Regions from separate parts of the Danio rerio genome. Here region 2 is linked to region 1. A link is a contact called in public Hi-C data. All regions are on one chromosome and are shown on one strand. The core of a region is the stretch at or near the end of the contact, and the rest is flanking DNA. Distances in the headings are between cores, read along the strand shown. Region 1 holds the start of prkab1b (protein kinase, AMP-activated, beta 1 non-catalytic subunit, b). Region 2 holds the start of zgc:174931.

Region 1 (5,183 bases), core at 679-3,178:
GTGGCCCAGTTGTTGAAGGAGCCAGACAAGTAGATCTCTTTCCCTGGACCTTTCCATCGGAACACAGTGGGCCTTTCCTCCAGCGGGGTTTTGCTATCCGACTCCTGATCTTGTCGCCAGGCTAGAAACTCCTAGAATGACAGAAAGAAAGATGGATGAGGTGTCTAGAGTAATTGTAGCTATTGCTGTAATAAATAAGTTGTGGGAACATATTGCTAATATTTCACAGTAAACACATCACCTTGGCATCATCTGACTGGAAGAGGTCTCCATCCTCTGCACTGTCCATCAGGATTTTGGGTCGAGTTCCATCTTTTCCACTACGGCTCTCCCGCCGGTGAGTCTTCTCCCCTCCGCTTCTTTCACTGCTGGTGTTGCCCATCCTGTGCCTTATTTATATGCATGTTAATGATAATTCCAGATCTGGACAAGAGCTTTTAAAAAATATTTTATCTTATTCATTACATGTATAATGTATATTCATTTATAAAGTAGTTTTTAAACAGATTTAAAGGGACTGTAAGCTCAAAAATGACTATTTACTAATAAGTTCCAGCATTTTTTTTTTGTTTATTTTTTTTATTCATCCTAAGGCATTGATTTATTTACGTTTTAACGCTATTTCCGCAGCATTGACTTTTCATGGTAATATTGCCAATAAACATTTGATACACAATTTACTAACATAACAGTTTCTTAAAGTATTGCATAAAAAGCATACAGATGACAACAACACTGATAAACGGTCTAATAAGATCTTTCAATTTGGTCAGGTATAAATATTCTAAAAATTCTCCCAGGAGGCACTTTTTTAAACATTTCCTTTGAAATGTTTTGTGAATAAAAATGTTCTCTAATATTGTTTAAAATATATTCTATATAGGCTATATTCTCATTTATGCTATATTCTGTTTTACTGTCAAAATATAAGTCACAATCACACATGGGTTTCTCTTACCCACTCATATTTATTGACCGTGGAAATCTGGAGTGGCCAACTCTACATCTTGTGTAAGTTACAATCTGGTCTACATTCATTCCATTTGCCATTTTTCCTTAATGTACGTTTTCAAAGAAAATTTGGTATTAGAATAGTACTTTTATCCATTATTTAACGTTATCTAACTTAACGTTAAATAAGAGACGTGAGAACAGCATAATTAAGTACCCCTGGTAACCATAACAACGTTTCGCATATTTTGTGACTGGTAATTAACTGTTACCCAAGTACACGACATGAAAAGTACTGTCGTTGTTTATTAAATTTACGGAGTAAAGTTTCGAGTTTTTTTAAGCATGAAAAACTAGGTTCCTTCTCAATTAATCGACGTTAGAGGAATCAAAGAACAAGGTAACGTTAAGCTAACGTTACACTGCATCCGAAAAATTGTTTATATTAAATACATGAACATGTTAATAGTTACTTAGAAGACTGCAATAATAAAACAATCGTGGTTAGAATTCGCACGGTTTTACAAAGTATGCGACGTACGCATTAAAAACAGTAAGTTAAATGTTGACCGCTGTTTACAATTGTTTTGCTAATCGCATAAACAAACATTAATAACCAAACGGCGCTCTCTTTTGTACACCTTTTTTTAGGTTATGAATGCAAAGACAATTCCACAGCAACGTATCATTATCAAGGACGTAACGTTAGGCTTTAACGTTGGGATGTTGTGTCTTTTGACTTCGTTGTTTCTGTTCTTACGTGTAGGGCTCGCCTACACGCAAAAGACCGCAGTTTTCCTGCGCTTTATGTCGGACTTTGGAATTTTCATTTATGATTAAATATCTTACCTCTGAAAACTTTATTTGCCCGTAGCCTACGATTATGTTTCCGTTCATAACGCCATTTTCACATTGCCTCACAAAAAGGTTAAATGTTAAGCACACCTCTTCCGCCTGCTGCTTTGGACAAGGGAAATAACCATCAAGCTCAGTATGAAGTTAAAACAGTGGGAGACGAGGAGTGTTGTAACAAGTTGTTGCAACTTCTGTTACTTGGCTTTTTTTTTACTCAGAGGACCTCAAACTTTTATACAGTATTCACATATTTGTCTGCTGCAAGTTAATGTTGAAATCTGCTACTTATCCTTAATCTATGTGTTGTTTTGAATAGAGCCTAAAATCATTAAAAGAAAGCCTTATTTAGCTTCAGTTTCATATTTAAAATAATGAAATTAAATACAATTAAAAGCATAAAGAGAATGTTTAACTTTAAAACTTTATGTAATTAATCTAATTTATATTCTTTATGTTAGTTAATTTATTATTTATTTATTTATTTTGGACTTTACCTTGCAAGTGGTGGGTGAGCCATTTATTTCATCATTTATATACTTTTTCACCAATTGCTTTGCTATAAACTCATTTTTTATAATTTTTTAATAACATTTTTTAAATTTTTATTGACATATAACAATCAATTTATTTTGTCCCTGATTTGGTGTCTAGCTCTATTTAAGTCCGCATGTTCATTAGTTTTATTCATTTATTAATAATTGAATCTTTCGTTCAAGTAGTAATCTTAATTTAAAAACATTTTGAATAGAAGTGTGACCATCTGCATTTGGATTCATTCATTTTATTTAACTTTTTTGTAATTATATTTTTATTCATTAATCTATTCATTCATTTAGCTGTATTTGGGAGTCCACATTTTAATTTAATAAAAAATATATATAATTAAATATTTTTTTTTTATTTAATTTTAGGGCCTATGCCAGGTGGTGTATCCTGTGATGGAGTGAGCCAGCTGTGTTTGATAGTCCACATGTGTGCTCATCAGAGTCTTGTGACATTCTCACGGCTGTCCAGTTTCGCAGCATCATGAGATGACTGGCAATGAGGTACAGAGAGAAGTGGAACTGTATCCGCAATTTTAAGCACACTCTAATAAACACTCATGGGTGGCACAGATATGGACCACCAGCAGATCTTGAAAAAACATTTGTCATTAACTCAAGCAAGACCTATGATCAGGACAAACTGATTACTATTAATATAATCACCTGTACATTGAAGTATACTAAAAACTTATCAATAAAACACATATAGTAAGTACTACCGTGTACCATTGCATGTGTAGCTAGCTAGTTGTTTGTTCTGATTGCCAAGAGTGGAGCCCAATTTATCTATATTTAACCATAGCTGGCTATAATATTACATATCAAAGTACAAGATACTCCGAACGCTGCGGAATACATTTGAGGTAAAGGCCGTGAGGGAGTGACTAATGCTGCTATGATCTATTAAAACAAATACAGACATTTAAGCATAGTTTTTTTAATACATTGAGCATTTATTTCAATTTTCTCTTAAAAAACAAACAGATAACAACATTCAGACTTTCTATTATTTTGCATTCACCCATACATAATAACAATTTTCTGTAAAAGCATTCATTTTAGCTATTTGAGTACAACATCATTTTAGTAGTATGCTTAAAGACAAGCACAATGTACACCTCTAAACTACACATTTACAGCATTTGAAGTGTCATACATAGTCAGCAAATACAGACTTTGCAATTGTTCTGCTTGCAGGAATAAATGACACCACTCTCATCCAGTATATCTGTGAGGTGGCATTAAGATTAAGTGACTTTTAGTGTAGGTTTGTCTTTTTTGGCCATGCTTTGAGCAAAATAGACCCACTTATACATTCCATTTGAAAAATACTGATTGATGAACTTTAAGCACATTGTGCCACGGTTTAGGTCACAGCGACCTCTGGCGTTCACTGGAACTGATCGCCACAAATTTACAGTGCAGCTTCCTGCTGTCAACTGGCTTCACCACAGTCAGATTGCATCCTGTTTGGTTGATGTAAACAGAGATAAAAGAAGAAAGTTGTTTCTTAATAAGAGCACAGGATATAAATCGTGTTAATCAAATACCAAGGCATGCAGATGAGAAGTACATTTACAGTGGAGAATTAAAATGTATAGTTTATTTGCATAATTTAATCATTTTCAGTCTCCACATTTTGTCTCATGGAACAGAATATGATTTTTCAAGTATTAAAAAAAAGCTTCTTAAAAGATGTCAGTCGGATTCTAGAGATAAAGTCTTCAGAAATCACTTGGCAGCTTTTTTTTTTTTTTTTTTTTTTGTTGAAAGTTGGTTTCTGCCATGGACAAAAAAAGCTACTGTAAATGTGACTGTTTAGTGCGTAATGGGACATTTATGGGGTTGGAATTATGGAATAAACATTGGTATAAACATTAGATGGCCAACTGAGCCATAGCAAACAGATTTTGTCAGAGCCATGGGTTAAAATATTTAAAAATGACATATTATACTCAAATTGTCTATCAGATTTAATGTGTACATTACAGGCCCGCAGCCAGAGGGGCTTTGGGTGGTTTGAAAGACCCATCCCTCACTGACAAAGGTCCAGAGACCCAAAAATGAGCTCATTTGTCCTATTTTGACTGCAATGCCTTAATAAATTGTGAGAATAATCCCTCAAAGAAGGCTTTAGCTATTTAAATTAATGATATTTAAATGACAATAGGGGGTGAAGCAGTGGCGCAGTAGGTAGTGCTGTTGCCTCACAGCAAGAAGGTCGCTGGTTTGATCCTCGACTCAGTTGGCCTTTCTGTGTAGAGTTTGCATGTTCTCTCTGCGTTCATGTGGGTTTCCTCCGGGTGCTCCGGTTTCCCCTACAGTCCAAAGACATGCGGTACAGGTGAATTGGGTAGGCTAAATTGTCCGTAGTGCAGTATGAGTGTGTGTGAGTGAGTGTTTGTGGATGTTTTCCAGAGATGGATTGCGGCTGGAAGGGTGTCTACTGCGTAAAAACACGCTGGTTAAGTTGGCGGTTCATTCCGCTGTGGCGACCCCAGATCATTAAAGGGACTAAGCTGACAAGAAAATGAATGAATGAATGAATAAATGGCAATAGACTAGTTTTTTTATATAAAACTTTATACAAATTGCTATTTTTTTTAATTATATATGATGTAATTGATGTATATATGATGTAATTGATAATTGGTGTAAATCTATCTATCTATCTATCTATCTATCTATCTATCTATCTATCTATCTATCTATCTATCTATCTATCTATCTATCTATCTATCTATCTATCTATCTATCATCTGTCTGTCTGTCTGTCTGTCTGTCTGTCTATCTATCTATCCGTCCATCTATCCATCCATCCACCCATCCATT
Region 2 (5,183 bases), core at 1,629-4,128, 170 kb before region 1:
GATGCCTTACTCGTGCTGTTTACAGGTCCAGGTACCATCTATGGGATTTACCACACTGACTTGTCTGTATATCATGACAGACCAAACACAAGAAAAAAGCTGCGTTCATGTCATATTGTGATTTCCAACAAGTAAAAAGTGATCATGTCCTCGTACAACTTGTAAAGAGGGATTCTTTTTGAAAGCTTAAATCCCATGACTGCCATTGATTCATTTTAGGTGCTGAGTTTGAGATTTTATAGTGTTGCCATAGACCAAGCAAACACAGAATGTTCTCCTGTCGTTCCCATGGTTCACATCAAATTATATATATTTTTTTTAATAAATGCAAAAACTAACAACCCAGAATGTTGCAGGGAGGTGGTTTTACAACTTAAGGAGAAATTGAGGGTTCTAACCTAGAGGGAACATTCTATTTACATTAAGCGTTCCTGACTGAATGTACTGAAAACCGTACACTAATATTTGTAGAATGGGTTCTGGGAATTAGAACATAACTATAGAACATAGAACATAATTCAGAGTCCGAGGCTCTTGAGTTAAAACAACATGAAAAGTCATTTCAGATTGAACAATGTTAATTACGAGATTACATGAACGCATATATTTAGGTTTGAAGCTTGATGCTCACTTTTCAGATAGGGGTGTGTGATATTGCAAACAAATGTGTCATCTCAATACTTTCAAGGATTTTTAATAATCATTTTTAATCTTTTGCTGTGTGTTTTGATTTCTGGCTTGTTTAGGTTTGACAAATGTAAACGTAAAACTGCCAGTAGGTGTTGACAACTTAAAGAGGGATACATTCAAATGATTCAATCAAAATGGCTGATTCATTCAGAAATGTCGAAAGCCACCCTTTTTCTTGTTTGTTATTAATGTAACATATCTAGTGCATGAGGAAATAATTATACAATTAGAAGATCCTCACTTTTTAGTAAATGGGGGCCATGGTAAAGGTATGCATTTCCTTGTAGATTTCTACCTAAATTCTGTTAAAAACTAACATTGATATTTCAAAGATTGCACTAAGGAGTAGTCATTGACTTCCATAATAGGAAAAAAACACTCTGGATGTCTACTGTTTTCTTCAGCATTCTTTATAATATGGTCTCAACAGAAAATAACTTTAAGTTAATTAGTGAAATAATCACAAAAACGACAATTACAGTAATCGTACAGACAACAAATATTGCACACCTCTATTTTTGCTCTCCTAAAATATTTTTAACCCAAGTTAAGGCCTGGTCAATGATAACTATTTTAACGTCCACACAAACAAAGGATTTTTTTTTAATATTATGCAGCAGTTCTTTGCTCTTAAGACTTTAAACTCCTCAGCTCATTAAAGCAGGATGAATTCTGATAGGCTGTAAATATTTTATCATTCATCAGCTGGAAAAAAAAAAGAAATATTGTTCCTCTTTGTTGTTATTTTTTTGTGCTGAAGTACATTTCTTTTTTTTTTTAATGTCCTAACTGTTACTGTTAATGTTTTTGATGTGTATGGGTCCTTCCATATGTTTCACTGAGAGAGGTGTTAAGTGTCTATTAGTTTCTAAACCATGGGTCTCAAAGCTTAATTCCTGGAGGGCCACAGCTCTGCACAGTTTTGCTCCAACCCTAATCAAACACAGATGATCCAACTAATCAAGGTGTTCAAGACTACTCAGAGCAGCAGACCTGCGGCCCTCCAGGAATTAAGTTTGAGACATATGTTATTAAGCATTTCAGTTGACACAACAAGGATGTGATCTGTTCACTTTTGGTGTTTTTTCTTCTTCTTTTTTTTGTCTTGCACTCTAATGTGTGGATTTGGAAATATCCGTTGCTTTAGGAATGCTGCTTGTGCTTTACATTTGTTGTGTATTATGGTGTCAACTGGAATACATTTGTCCTTTTATGTAGACTTTTATTATGTCAGATTTAATTACGCCTGTATCAGGACTTTTATTTTGACATATTTCGTTATACTACATTCTTTTACACTGACTGGTTTATACATTAACTGGTAAAACCAAGACTAGTAAACCGGGTCCATTAAAATGAATAGGTACATTCGACTTTCATTTTCATTACTGACAAGTTTGAGTGACACTGAAGGCTGAATGTTATATTCTCAAGACGAGATCAAGTTTCCCATTTTGTTATGTATAGTGTTGATAACTTTTGAAAAATGAACCATTGTTTTATTATAATAAAAGTCTAGTAACCAATGATGTGTGGTCCATTGATAGATTTATACAACCACATATTTGCTCCAAAAATTATGGTTAAGCTGTAGTTTGTGTAGCAAAACTTTAGCTACAGAAAACTGTTTTAGATATTAATTTTAGTAAAGCCAGTGTTGATTTTCATAAGGGAAAATTGATTAAAGGTATGTTATATTAATTTAATTCAATGCATTTTTCTAATCTCAACCTGTAGTCTATAATTCACATCCTGTCAATAATTTCCAAGGTCCACTTTTTTGTCAGGATTATAGGGGCATTGTATTATATTGTGTAAAATAGGACTTCTGTTAAGATGTGTAAGGGGTGTTTTGTTTTGTTCAGAAAGGGAAATAAATTCGTTTTATATTTTTGTCTTTTTGTGCTTTATCCTTTGCTTCACAGTAAACATCAATATTGTACCACAAGGTGGCAGCAAATGCCACTACGATTTGATCAAATGATTTCAGATAGCATGAACTGGACGATAAATGTTTTAAATGCTAATCTCTGTCCAATTACACGTTTTGTGCGATTGTTAGTGTTTTTTGTTAATGTTTGTTTTTTAGTAATTCATTATGAGAAGATACATTATTTTATATATCCGAGATGTGATTGTTTTCTTGATTTGTTTTGATGTAGGCGAGCCCAGCCCACATCCTTCTGAAAGAATCTGTTTGGATCACGTGTTTACATAAATTTGATAGGGAGTGATCGACGCATCGTGAAAGCAGATTAAGTCTTTTCTTATTAGTAGTAAGTGTTTTGGCTAACATAAATTCACATGTATACTTTGTTTACATTTTTAGTCTCACTACAGCAGGTTTGCATTTGTGAAAACCAACAGGTTCGACTTCTGTCCAGTATCTAAATGAAAGTGATATCTGTTCACGACTGTGTTTCACTTTCTCAGGTCTCGGAAGTTTCTCCCGCACAATAATGAGTCTGAAAGGACCGCGTGAATTTAAAGGGTAAGGTTACAAGTTGTTTTTCAAGTATCCTAATGACATTTTTTACAAATTGCATTAATTACATATTATGCTGTAATATGGGTTTCAAGCCCGTCAAAAAGGAGGAGATCTGAGACTGAACGCGCTGCAGAACGACCGGCTGAATGCACAAGTAAAAGGTGGATTAATGTTTTTCTACTTCATGTACAAAGAACGACTTAGTGCTGGTTGACTCTAAACATGCTATAAAGCATTTGTTTGGAGTTCATTTATTACGTTTAAAGCATTGTCTTCAAATTTGCAGTTTATAAATACAACTCTATTTTTCACTTATAAACGCATGTATATTTGATAATGGTATACTTTTAAAAACACCATTCATTGTTGGTCTCTCTGAAAATGCTAATAAATGGTTTGCCCACTACTCCTCTTTAGGGTGCTATTTTGGGACTGTACTTCACCCATATTTGTCACTATAAAAATGATTCCTCTGGTTCTGTTTTATTTACTTTTTTGTATATAAATAATTTGTGCAGTAGTACATTCCAAACACCAAGTACCATGCAGATGAAACTTGTTTACTTCCGTGCTTCATCAGCTTTACAAGCAATGCAGTATTTATAGTTTGCATTTATTATTGTTCAGTACTTCATCATGTTTATGTCAAACCAAGCTGGATTTGAACTGTCAAAACTGTTTTGTTAATATTTAAGTTGAAGCAATCAATTTTCCTAATATTACATACGCAGAAAATGGTTAGGAAAGAAGTCAATGTTATTCTTGCCCTGTAATCCAAATCTTTTGACTGTGAGGAACTCTAAAGAAAATATTCAAAGATGATTCCTTAGATCTCTTAGATTTTTTTATTTAAGTGGTTGTAAACAATTTATTTGGGCTGAATTTAAACAAACTAAGTTGAACATCACAAAATGTATTAGTTTGTTTAAATTCAACACATATAAATTGTTTACAATAATTTTGCAGACATGATTAGTTTCAGTGAACAGCACTCTTTATCTGCCCTCCTCAGCACTATAGTGTCCATAATAGGCATCAAGTCATCAACTTTCAAACCCCACGTTCGTTATTATCATTATTAAATTCAAACCATCCTGCGTCAAGAGGCTTTATGATAGGTTTTACGGCAAGGAAAATCAAATGCTCATTGGCTCATGATTGGCTCTCATCTGCTTCGTCACAGTCAGGTTATGACATGTCATGATTTGGGTTGATGTGCATTGGAACCTGAAATGGCACCTTTAAGGAGATGTTTGTTAAGAGAGAGTGATCTGAGTAATATTTTTAGCGATTATCAACAAATTGAATCAAAAACTCTGTTTGTTTCTCACTAATCATCAACTACAACACATCGTCATTTGGTTTACTTTTGGTACCTCTTGACTTTTTTTGCCATAAACAAATTAGTAAGATTGCAGTTGTCTGTCCGTCATGCTTTTCGTTCGTGATTAGTAACAAAAAAGTCATTATTTTGGTTGAGCTCACAAAATTAATTAGGATACAACTTATAAATTGTTTATAGGTGCTTGACTTAATAATAAAAAATAGTAGGAATGCGCTAATAATTATGTTTTAATTTATCTTATACACCAATGAAAACTCTTATACGTTTATATGAAATTGAATACCTAATTTAGAAATTATAAATTGATTATTAATAAATTATTAAAAATACATATATTAAGCACATGCTAAGGACTTATAAGTGAAGGATAGAGCATTTATAGTTGTATTTATTAACCTTTTTCTCATTTATTTATAGGGCTAATACTTAATAAATAAATTAGTAGTTAACTATATACTTATTTGCTATATCTAATAAACTATGCCTTACATTTACAATATTTGCTTACTTTTTTAGAAATGAAATCATAACATTGAATATCTTTTCTTTGATACTATAGATATTTTTAAGTTAAAGGTTTTCACAGGATTTAACAAATCAAATTTTATTATTCACTCCATTAATTAGAAAATTCTGTCCATTGCTTTCAGTTTTCCTGTG

What was found. Hi-C and Micro-C count contacts between places; a contact is called where the count stands out from the background.
Region 2: a Hi-C map of hematopoietic stem cells shows a contact between it and region 1, with 2.7 times the contacts expected there. The contact joins the promoter of zgc:174931 here to the promoter of prkab1b in region 1. A contact is called at or near these places in 5 of 18 Hi-C or Micro-C datasets (embryo and hematopoietic stem cells).

The regions. Positions count from the first base shown.
Region 1 is chr8:48,103,030-48,108,212 of GRCz12tu, reverse strand. prkab1b (protein kinase, AMP-activated, beta 1 non-catalytic subunit, b) reads right to left here and starts at 1,928. Exons shown (of 8, transcript NM_214713.2): 1 at 1,801-1,928; 2 at 242-434; 3 at 1-131. The coding sequence starts at 382. si:dkey-63d15.12 reads left to right here and starts at 1,193. Exons shown (of 9, transcript XM_073910976.1): 1 at 1,193-1,351; 2 at 2,718-2,852. It also overlaps LOC101885033.
Region 2 is chr8:48,277,384-48,282,566 of GRCz12tu, reverse strand. It overlaps zgc:174931, which reads left to right and starts at 2,878. Exons shown (of 8, transcript NM_001328104.1): 1 at 2,878-2,966; 2 at 3,124-3,181; 3 at 3,271-3,339. The coding sequence starts at 3,150. It also overlaps a transcript of unc119b not described here.